2 separate regions of the Nomascus leucogenys genome follow, and region 2 is linked to region 1. A link is a contact called in public Hi-C data. All regions are on one chromosome and are shown on one strand. The core of a region is the stretch at or near the end of the contact, and the rest is flanking DNA. Distances in the headings are between cores, read along the strand shown.

Region 1 (5,634 bases), core at 2,711-5,210:
CAAGTCTTTGCTATTGTGAATAGTGCCATAATAAACATATGTGTGCATGTGTCTTTATAGCAGCATGATTTATAGTCCTTTGTGTATATACCCAGTAATGGGATGGCTGGGTCAAATGGTATTTCTAGTTCTAGATCCCTGAGGAATTGCCACACTGACTTCCACAATGGTTGAACTAGTTTACAGTCCCACCAACAGTGTAAAAGTGTTCCTATTTCTCCACATCCTCTCCAGCACCTGCTGTTTCCTGACTTTTTAATGATGGCCATTCTAACTGGTGTGAGATGGTATCTCATTGTGGTTTTGATTTGCATTTCTCTGATGGCCAGTGATGATGAGCATTTTTTCATGTGTTTTTTGGCTGCATAAATGCATGACGTGAGTTTACCTGTGTGACAAACCTGCACTTGTATCCCCAAACCTAAAAGAAAAGTGTTTTAAAAGACACGGGAGTCCTTGCATTTCCATGAATCCTTTTTCTATAAGTAACAAGCACTTCGCATGATTTATGCTCAAAAAGCAACTTTAATTTTTTTTCTTCAAATGTCCCTTTACTTTAAAATATATTCAGTGGGAGAAATCTTCCCCTGCCCCTAGAAAAAAAACTTGGCCCATTCCCATTTCTTTTTCATCCAGTCTTCAGTGATAGCCTTATAGTTACTGTAGGTTATAGATGCAGTCCACTCAGCCATTAGAATGCATCACAGGCCAGGCATGGTAGCTCACGCCTGTAATCCTAGCACTTTGGGAGGCCGAGGCAGGTGGATCATCTGAGGTCAGGAGTTTGAGACCAGCCTGGACAATATGGTGAAACCCCATTTCTACTAAAAATACAAAAATTAGCCGGGGGTGGTGGTGGGCGCCTATAATCTGAGCTACTTGAGAGGCTGAGGCATCCTGCCTTAAAGCCAGCATGAATCGCTTTAACCTGGGGGGGCGGAGGTTGCAGTGAGCCGAGATTGTGCCACTTCACTCCAGCCTGGGCAACAGAGCAAAACTCCCGAAACTCCATCTCAAAAAAAAAAAAAAATGCCTAATAATCATGAGTAATGAAACACTCTGACCGCATTGTTTTTCTCCTTTCTTCCAGTTTCTCTCCGCTCAAGCTGGAAGCACCTGAGGTGGGCCCCACACGTCCCTCTGCTGCTACGCCGCCCTGTTCTCTCTTCCCTACCACCCGCCCAGGAGCTGCTGTTTTACCACTGGCCAGGATTGAAATTCGGGGTTCTTACTGGTTAGAGAGCTTGGAGAAACTTAAAACTGGCTCTTGCTTTTGGAAATGTTTTTGTGGGCCCTCCTGGGGTTCCCTGCTGGGCTGGACCCCTCTCTTCCGAAGTTCCCTTCACCCACTCAAGCACTGCATCTCTCTTCCAGGAGTCTTTTGCAACCCCTTGCTCAACCTCTGGGCATCTGGAGGCCGCCTGCAGCCTCTTCAGTTCAGGTCTTCTCCCTGTTGACACTTACACAATATTGACTCAAGACAGCCAGCCCCAGAGCTCTCCTCTCGTGGGATACATAGCTCAGCAACACCTCTCACCATGGAAATCTCCTCAGCAAACCTTCACCAATTTATGGTCCTATCCGTATTTTATAAAGTGGGTGAAAGCATCCGCGGATCCTGAGACGGATGTTCTTACATTCCCATTGTACAGTCTGTGCACAGCCAGGGGCAGAGGGCCCTGCCCCAGGCTCACTTTCGCCTTCTGATTTCTATCCTTTGCCCTGTCAGAACTCGTGCAGGAAGAGCCCCACTGTGATACCCAGTCACGTTAAACTCTACGTCACAGGTTAATGTGAGTGAGAACATCTTGGAGAAAAGAAAGCCTAAGTGCCCAGAATGTCCAAGGCAGGAGCTGGGAGAGTGTAGGAAGGCCGAGATCTAGGAGGGAGGTGATACGGGGACAGGGCTGCTGTGTCACGCAATCACTCTGCCTCCTTCTCAGCTTTCCCCAGGGCTCTGCCCCCGAGAGCTGCTGGGCTCAGACAGCCCCATTCCGTGAAGCATCATGCTAATGTCTGTCCTTTGACCTCCAGCTTCTGGCCGAGGGTGAGAACCTGGAGGTGGTTCGCCCTGTCCCCTTGGAAGGTGGCTCTGTGGATGTGGTTAGTGGCTGGGTTTCCTCCCCAATACGAACGTCCCTCACCCAGGGGGGCCTTTCCTCCTCTGAGCCGGGGCTGAGCATCGCCCCACAGGGCATCCCTCCTCTCCCTCCTTCTCTCAGTGTAGGGTCCAGACTCTTCCGAATAATGTTGAGTGGTTATTTAAAGATCAACACTGCCCTGGCCGGGCGCGGTGGCTCAAGCCTGTAATCCCAGCACTTTGGGAGGCCAAGGCGGGAGGATGATTTAAGGTTAAGAGTTTGAGACCAGCCTGGCCAACGTGGTGAAACCCCATCTCTACTAAAAACACAAAATAGCTGGGCATGGTGGCACGTGCCTGTAGTACCAGCTACTTAGGAGGCTGAGGCAGGAGAATAGCTTGAACCCGGGAGGCCGAGGTTGCAGTGGTACTCCACCCTGAGTGACAGAGCAAGACTCTGTCTCAAAAAAAAAAAAAAAAAAAAAGATCAATCAACACTGTCCTGGGTTAGATTGATTGGTTAAATGAATAAACAAATGAAAGAATGTAAAGAAACCCCCAAAAATTAGCCTACCCTGGATTCCTGGATGTCTCGGGAGGACCCTGCCTCCCCTTCCACCATCAGCACAGCAGCCTGAACTTGCCCATCTGGCTGTCCAGTCGCCATCTTTGGCCTGATAGAAGTCAGGGTATTGGAGTAGGGGAAGGAAGCGTGCAGCCCGGGCACTGGGAAAAATAGGCCCGGGAAACGGTGGGGAAGGGGCTGGGAAAGTGGTATGTTAAGAGCAGGGTCAGTCATGCAGGCAACAAGGACGCATCCACTGGGCACGGATCCAAATCCTCCAGTGGAGCAGGAGAAAGCCAGCCGAACACCCTGCCCCACTCACTGTCACCTCCCAGACACGTGCCCAGCATCCTGCCACTGCCCTGGGCACAGGCTTTCAGCAGCAGCACAGAGGGAAGGAGACAAAGCTGGAATAGGTGTAACCTTACAGGTCTGTTCTTGGGTTCTTAGGCTGGAGCCTCGGAAACCAAGGCAGCTGTGGGGGTTTACCTCAAGAAGCAAACCCCTGGAGAGACTTCCACTCTAGAGGCGTGGGGTCACAACTGGGGGCCAGCAGGAGCCTGTCTGTCCTCAGCCTCCCTGTCCAGCTCTCATGGGCCTTCCCTTCTCTTCTCTGGCAGGGACTGATGCCCTTGGCCATGATGCACCCCCAACTGCTGCCTGCTCAGGGGTAGCCCGTGTGACTGAGTCACCGCTGCTCCAGCTGTTTCACGTAAGTGTAAGGCATGGGCCACTCCCTTTTCCCCTGGGAGAGGGTGTCTGGGCCACCAGTGGGGAAGGAGCTTCAGCAAGTCCTGGTCACAGAGGGAAGGCCCTTAGTATTCTTTAGTGGGTAGCAGGCTTGTCCTCTTTGGCTACCCCCATTCCCTGACTTGGCCACCACTGAGTCATTCTGCCCCAGACCTGCTGAGACCTAGGTGGGAACATAGGGACCTCTTTGTCCTGTCCTCAGGACACCTCAGTAGGCAGCTGGTGTGTTAGAAACTCCACAGCAGTGGCGTGTGGACCCTGACTCAGACACTTGTTATGCTATGACTTTAGGCAAATGACTTAATGGTCTCGCTTCTCCTCCAGCATTGCTGGGGCTTTTGTGAGATTCAAGAATGTATTCGTTATCTTTTGCTGCATCACAAACTACCACAAACTCAGCAGCTTAAAACAACACACAGTGATTCTCAGTTTCTGTGGGTCAGGAGTCCAGATGTGGCTGGTTGACCCGCTGCCTCAAGGTCTCAGCTGGGGTTGTCAATTCATCCCAAAGGTCAACTGGAGAAGGATCCACTTCATCTCTCATGTATGTGGCTGTTCAGTTCCTTTTGGGAGGCTGGATTGAGGGCCTCAGTCCCCAGCCAGGAATTGGCCAGAGGCCACCCTCGGTTTCTTCCCCAACATGGCAACTTTCAGTATCAAAACTATCAGAGAGAATGGCTAGCAAGAGAATAGTCTGAATCTTATATAGTCTATTCACAGAAGTGACATCCCATTACCCATGCTGTTTTCTATTGGTTAAAGCAAGTCACAGGCCACACCCATACTCAGGGGAGGGGAGTACACAAGGGCATAACTGCCAGGAGGCAGTGACCACTTGAGCCATCTCAGAGCCCGCCCGCCATAAGAGAGCATAAATGGAGCACTTTGTAAACTGTAGGCTGCTGTTTGGGTGTAAGGAGTTATTGCCAGCATTTGCATCTAGTTACAAAGAGACAATGAGCCCTCCTGAAATCGTAGAGAGCCACTGAATATGGGAATTTAAATGCTAAACTGTACCATTAGTACAGAAATTAGCCGGGCGTGGTAGCACGCGCCTTTGGTCCCAGCTACTTGGGAGGCTGAGGTGGGAGGATCGCGTGGGCCCTGGAGGTCGAGGCTACAGTGAGCCGAGATTGCAGCACTGCACTCCATCCTGGGCGACAGAGCAAGACCCTGTCTCAAAAAAATATTTTTCTGCATTAGTATTGGGCCTTCAGGGAAACTGGTTGAGAGTTGATTAGTTCATCTCACACCCTGTACATGTCCCTTTCTGGCTTATGATTTTAAGGCCAGACCTAAACAGCCACAACATGTCGAGGCCCCCCCAAAACCATGTTTGTGGGGTCTTTTCTAGTTTACAAAGAGCTCTCACACCCATCCCCCTCGTTCCTCGCAGTCACGCTTGAGAACTCAGAGGAAGAGAGGCGATCCTTGGTTACCATTCCTCACAATCCTACTGGCGAGGGAGACGTGAGAGGAATGTGAGAGCTGAGTGTTTTGTTCATCTTTGCTTTACAAGTGAGAAGGAAGGTCATTTTCCAATATGGGGTAGCTGCTCAGTGGCACAGGTGATCCTCGAACCTGGGCCTTGAGAACCCCAGCTCTGCCCACAGTGCCATGCCCCCGATGTCCAGGCCATTGCTGTGCGCAGCCTGTGTGGTCCTGAAAGAGGGGTGGCCCAGCACAGGGGCAGGGAGGAGGGAGGGCACTGTTCTTATATGGCTTCTCCATAATTCCCTGTCTCCTAAAACAGGCTGGGCACATCCTGGAACACTAGTCCAAGCCTGTCTGTGGGGTGGATCACTGCTGCCTCCCCAGCTTCAGGTCACTCCTAGACCTCTCTGTCCATAAGCAGCCCTCAGCGATGAATATGCAGGGAAGTGGTGGGGGGATGAAGTGGTGCTGTAGTGAAAGTGCCTAAGCCTTCCCCACGCTGAGATTCATCTGACCCCGCCTCCAGATGCCCCAAGAAACCCCTGAAGCATGGCCCACCATGCACCTGGGCAAAATCAAAGTGGTCTGCCAACAGTGACGCTGAAGTCTGCAGATGGGATTGAGCTGAGAGGGACAGCTTGCTGCCCCCTGGTGGTCTGTCAGAGTCATAACTGCCAGGGCTGTGACAAGCTAAACAGTGAGCTTTTATTAAGTACCCGGCATGTGTCAGGCATGGTGTATAAGGCTGCAGGGGATAGGAGACCGGGTAAGACACAACCCCTGATCCCAGAGGACTTAAAATATA
Region 2 (5,495 bases), core at 2,500-4,999, 97 kb before region 1:
TACTTGAAAGAAAAAAAAACAAGTGACCTAGAACATGAATTCATTGGAAATAGGGTCTTAATGTGTGATCTTCCCACAGATTAAAATTTCCCTTTCTAATTTTACCCTCCAGGAAATGGCCACAGAGCACTCCCTTTTTACAGAACTTAAACTTTAATACTGTATAGTTATCTATTCTTTGAAGGTGGTGGGGAAACACCAACAACCCCTAATCTCATTCAGAAGCTACAAGTACTGATTCTATCTTGCTCCATTGAAAAAGTTTTAAGAAAAAAAAAATCACTTTGCCATCTTTATTTTGGCCTTTCCAGGCAGATGTGTTTTCACCTCCTTTATAAATTACTGCCATAGGAAAAAATGCAAAATTATTACAATTTAGGCACTTTTTTAGTCTTTAAAATGATTTTTTTAATTCCAGGGCATTAAATTTTGTGTTTGTCTGCCTTTCTGGGGGAAGGTCCTTGGCTTGCTCAGATTCTCAAAAATGATTAAGAATGCCTGCAGGAGGCCAGGTGCAGTGGCTCATGCCTGTAATCCCAGCATTTTGGGAGGCCGAGGCGGGCAGATCACCTGAGGTTGGGAGTTCAAGACCAGCCTGACCAACATGGAGAAACCCCGTCTCTACTAAAAATACAAAATTAGCCAGGTGTGGAGGCGCATGCCTGTAATCCCAGGTACTCGGGAGGCTGAGGCAGGAGAATCACTTCAACCTGGGAGGCGGAGGTTGCGGTGAGCCGAGATCGCACCATTGCACTCCAGCATGGGCAACAAGAGTGAAACTCCATCTCAAAAAACAAAAACAAGAATGCCTGCAGGAATTCTGCATCCTGTAATATGACTATTTGCTCACCAGATTCTCTGTGAGATGGAAAACTGATTAACCCTTGTGACTTCACTCTCAAATGAAGACAAGCAAATTCTGTGGTCAGAGCCTGGTTTTAACTCACATCAGGAGTCAGCTCTAATAACATTCACTTGCAGAGGACTTTACAAATTGCAAAGCAGCAGAGGCTGCTGCCAACAAAAGTTTAAATCACATTAACACAAGGATAGTATACAAGACAAGGGAGTAATTTGGTAAGTTCTACACCCCTGTTGGCTTCTAGGAAGGAGATAGACCAGCATTCACAAAAGAACTGATTGGATAATAAGAGCTTTATGGAGTTCATATGTGCCACAAGCTGTTTATTCTGTGTGCTTTTATGTAGATAACATCATGTAATCCTTACAGCACCACCATGGGGTAGGTGGTAATATTACTCCCATTTTACAGATAAGGAAATCGAGGCACAGAAATGTATTTTGCCAACATCATGTCAGAAATTAATATTGTATTACAATAATCTTAATATCCAATTACTAAATGCTTATTATATGCCAAAACTTTTACATATTTAATATTTACAGCATCCTTGTTACTATTCCTTTTTTACAAGAGGAAAAACTTGAGGATCAGAAAATTATTTACCAAGAATCACGCTAGTAAGTGGTAGGACCTTAAATATGTGAGATTTCACCATAGCTGCCAGTATTATCTTCTTATACTTCTCCGATTACCTATTAAACCAATTCCAGTTCCACCTACACTGCTCCACCAAAACTGCTCCTGTCAAGGTCTCCAGCAACTCCATGCTGAATCCAGTAGTCAGCCCTCAGTCATCCCATCTGACTTATCAGTAGCATTTGATACACTTGACAATCCTCCTCCCTGACACTCTTTCTCTTCTCCCAGGACATCTCATTCTCTAGGGTTTCCTCGTACTCATTGGTCAAAGCCTTAGCATCTTTTGTGCCTCCTCCTCTTTTTCCTGACCTCTTAATGCTGCAGGACACCAGGCCTCATTCTCTTGGGAATTCCCCCAGTCTCCTGGCTTTAACTACCATCTACATCTATAGGAAATCCTGTTGGCTATGCTTCCAAAATGTGTCTGGAATCTGCCGGCTTCTCACCAACCCTACCTCCACCACCAGGTCAGAGTTACTGTGCTGAGCCTGGACCACTTCGCAGCCTCGTCTGGCTTCCCTGCTGTCCACAGTGCTCTCTCACTCTGCTCTCCACAAAGCAGCCAGAGTGGCCCTTTCAAGCTCCAAGGCAGCTGGCATCCCTTCTCTGCCCAAGGCCCCCTGAGGGCTCCCAGTCTTACTCAGAGTCCTTACGATGGTCCACAGCGGTGTTGCCAAAGGCAATGCAGGATGCCCAGTTAAATTTGGATTTCAGGTGAACAGTTAATAACTTTCCAGTTTAAGTATGGTTTCATGCAATATTTGAGGCATATTTGTATTTTTAAAATTATTCATTACCTGAAATTCAAATTTAGCCGAGATTGCATATTTTTATTTGCTAAATCTGCCAGGCATATCCACCAGCTCTACATGATGCCCCCCGTTACCTCCTTGACCTCATTTCCCACGATCTCCCCCTTATTCACTCCACTCCCCCACACTGGCCTCCTCACTTTCTTCCAGTGCATAGCTCCTCACTTTGGGCTCATGCCTTGGCTCTTCTTCCTCCAGCATCTGCATCTTCTCAAAGAGGTAATTTCTAAAATGACTTCTCAACCCTGTGCTCCCAACGCCCCTCATCCTGCTCCACTTTTTTCCATAGCGCCTGACTTCTAACATGACTCATTCTTTTTATTGTGAACTGTAGGTCTCCACCAACCAGAATCTAAACTCCACCTGGCACGTATTTTTGTCCATTTCATGCATTATCATATCCCAAGAGGCTAGAACAATAACGCCTCGGTACACAATAAATGTTTGTTTATTGTGAATGATTTCAAAGGCTTTTGCTCCTTTCCATTGCGTTACATATTCCCTCTGTTTCAACTTATGATAAATATCTGAACAAACTGAGAATGCACAGCCTGGAGAGGAGATTACGGGCAGAGGTGGAGAATGTGCTCACACCTCAGCTGGAGTGGTCCTTTTGTTGTGGGACGGTCTGGTTCAAGGCACAGACCTGTCCACAGCTCTCTGCCCAGGCAATTGCCATGTTCCCCACACCCTCAGTATTGCCCTGTATTTAACAACAACAAAAAAGTGTGTATTTTCTATGTGCCAGGTCCTGTGCTGACCTCCAAGAATACAAGGATAAACAAGATAATGCTACCTAGGAGGACCAGGCAATGAGCTTGAGGTTCTTGCCTGACTGATAAAATGAAAAAGAATTGGGCCTGACTGGCCAGAATCACCGCAAGAGCCACAAGCCCTTATATCCTATCATCTCCCCCCAGGTTATTTCCTACTTTGGTAACCCCCAAGAGAAAACCAAAGTGACTATTAAGCAGGAGCAGTGAGAAGAACATCTGCTGTAACCTCTCTATGACCCCAATGCAGTAGCTCAGCAGAGATGAATTAAAGCGCAGGAAGCTTGTTGGCGTCAGTCTCGATTGACGCCAACAGGAAGGTGGAGCAGAGAAGCAGATTTGCTACTGAAAAATCATTTCCCCTGGAAAGTCCCAGGAGAAAAAAAAAATCATTACAGCTGGTATAATAATGTTTACTCAACAGCCTTGTGTAAATTTTTGACCCACCTTATTTCTGCACTATTAGGGTCTGGAATTACTGATTAAAGATATTATTATGTTGGTGCAAAAGTAATTGTGGTTTTTGCTATTACTTTCAATGACAAAAACCTCAATTACTTTTGCACTAGCCTAATACCATCTTAATATGCAATTGCTAGCTGGAGAAGTCTAGGGCAGGTTACAGAGGTATAGTATTAACATGGCTAAAACACACACAATAGAAAATGGGGAAAGAAGTATCTTGAGGGGAGGATGGTTTGCAATGCCCTTTTCTCTTCTCCCTTTCCCCTTTCATTCCAGGTGGGCCTCCAGTATGTCCCTAGTCACCAGATTACAGAGCTGTCATTTTCTAATTCATTGAAAATTTACTGGGGGCCTGTTTGACACAGGCTGTGTCACTTCCTGTCTCCAGGGTATTAAATTGACTAAAAGAGCTCATCCTTTACTAAAGAGGGTAGCAACTGTGCACCCTAGTGCGCAACTGTGACCAGCCATAGAGGGGTAAGAAGTCGGCCCTGGCATTAACTAAATGCCCACAGCAAGAGCTTGTTCTTTCTTCTTGTAAAAAATGACCAGATGCTAGAACTCAGGACACCTTGGATGACACCCAATATTCTAGAAGAAAATCATAGATAGACCTGGCAGATCTCATCAGGCAGAGCTGGCCTGGCAAAACTGGGAAGTGAGCCCTACTGATCCTCAACATTCTCCAATGTTCATTTTCAGCTCTTTTCCCTCTGACCATTATTTGGTTCTGCCCCATGAGTGGCCACAAAGTCCCCCTGCCCTGCCCTCCCTTATTACAATCCACCCAAGGACCTTGCTAGGTGACACTGACCCATTCCACATTTTAGAGTCTGAAATTATTCCTCAGTCTTCCCAGCACTTTGGGAGGCTGAGGCAGGCGGATCACGAGGTCGGGAGTTCGAAACCAGCCTAGCCAATATGGTGAAACCCTGTCTCTACTAAAAAATACAAAAATTAGCTGGGTGTGGTGGCGCATGCCTGTAGTCCCAGCTACTCAGGAGGCTGAGGCAGGAGAACCGCTTGAACTCAGGAGGCGGAGGTTGCAGTGAGCCGAGATCGCGCCTGGAGTGCAGTGCAGTAAACATTATTATCCCAGCTGTAAGCGAGTGAGACTCCGTCTCAAAAAACAAAACAAATACCCAGGAAATATTGCTATCTAGCAAGGGAATGTGACAAAACCAATTGAAAAGGAATAAACTAGTGACTATAATAGTTTAGATAACTTCCTGGAGTGCTTGCCTTTTGGAGAGGCAATAAATAAGAAAATGAGGCTCCGAATGACCAGGACCAAATAGAACCTTCTTAGATTCTATTCTATTTCTCAAAGTAATATGAGAATTAACTAAAATCTTGAGATTTTTGCCAAGGAGAAAACATTACATTGACCCTTCTAGTAAATGAGACAACTGCACTTCTTAATCCTCCCTTTTCCAGACAAATACCAGTCAGTAGGTCCCTCATTTCTAACTCCTCATATATGGCAATAGGACATGGCATTTTTAAACTATGAAAAGATGTTAAATTTCATCACTTTAACAATGTATAATTTAATCACATATAAAATGAAAGATGGTTGTTAGAGTTCTTCCAGGATAAGTCTCTAGCTTCTCACAAATTTAAAGGATCCATTTTAAACTTATGAAGAGGCTGTAAGAAGAGACACTAGAACCAAATGTGAACAGACATCTAGACAATTGATTCTGGATGGCTAAAGCTCAACTTCTTCATTTAATGAACAAATACTTGTTGAGGACTTACCGTGTGCCAGGCATCAGGCTCAATGCTGAAGATGAAAGACTGTTCCTGTCTTCAGGGATCTCACAGTTTGGTGGGACAGGGCAGAAGAAACTTAAAATAAGCAACTACGACAGGCTGGGATAAGTGCCATTATAGAGCACATACAGGGAACATTGGGAGCACAGAACACTTCACTCACTC

What was found. Hi-C and Micro-C count contacts between places; a contact is called where the count stands out from the background.
Region 2: a contact with region 1 is called in a Hi-C map of a lymphoblastoid cell line, with 8 times the contacts expected there. The contact joins two enhancer-like sites. A contact is called at or near these places in 4 of 4 Hi-C or Micro-C datasets (a lymphoblastoid cell line and an unstated tissue).

Annotation. Positions count from the first base shown.
Region 1 is chr12:21,938,162-21,943,795 of Asia_NLE_v1, reverse strand. It overlaps FAM163A (protein FAM163A), which reads left to right. Exons shown (of 5, transcript XM_012511036.2): 2 at 3,266-3,357. Among named protein-coding and RNA genes, the nearest start is that of FAM163A, 63 kb to the left of the region's middle. Within about 2 kb of position 3,960, the one cell type or tissue checked has an H3K27ac peak away from gene starts, as active enhancers do. A contact at or near this core is called in a lymphoblastoid cell line, where this site is marked.
Region 2 is chr12:22,035,180-22,040,674 of Asia_NLE_v1, reverse strand. No RefSeq gene overlaps it. Among named protein-coding and RNA genes, the nearest start is that of FAM163A, 34 kb to the right of the region's middle. Within about 2 kb of position 3,749, the one cell type or tissue checked has an H3K27ac peak away from gene starts, as active enhancers do. A contact at or near this core is called in a lymphoblastoid cell line, where this site is marked.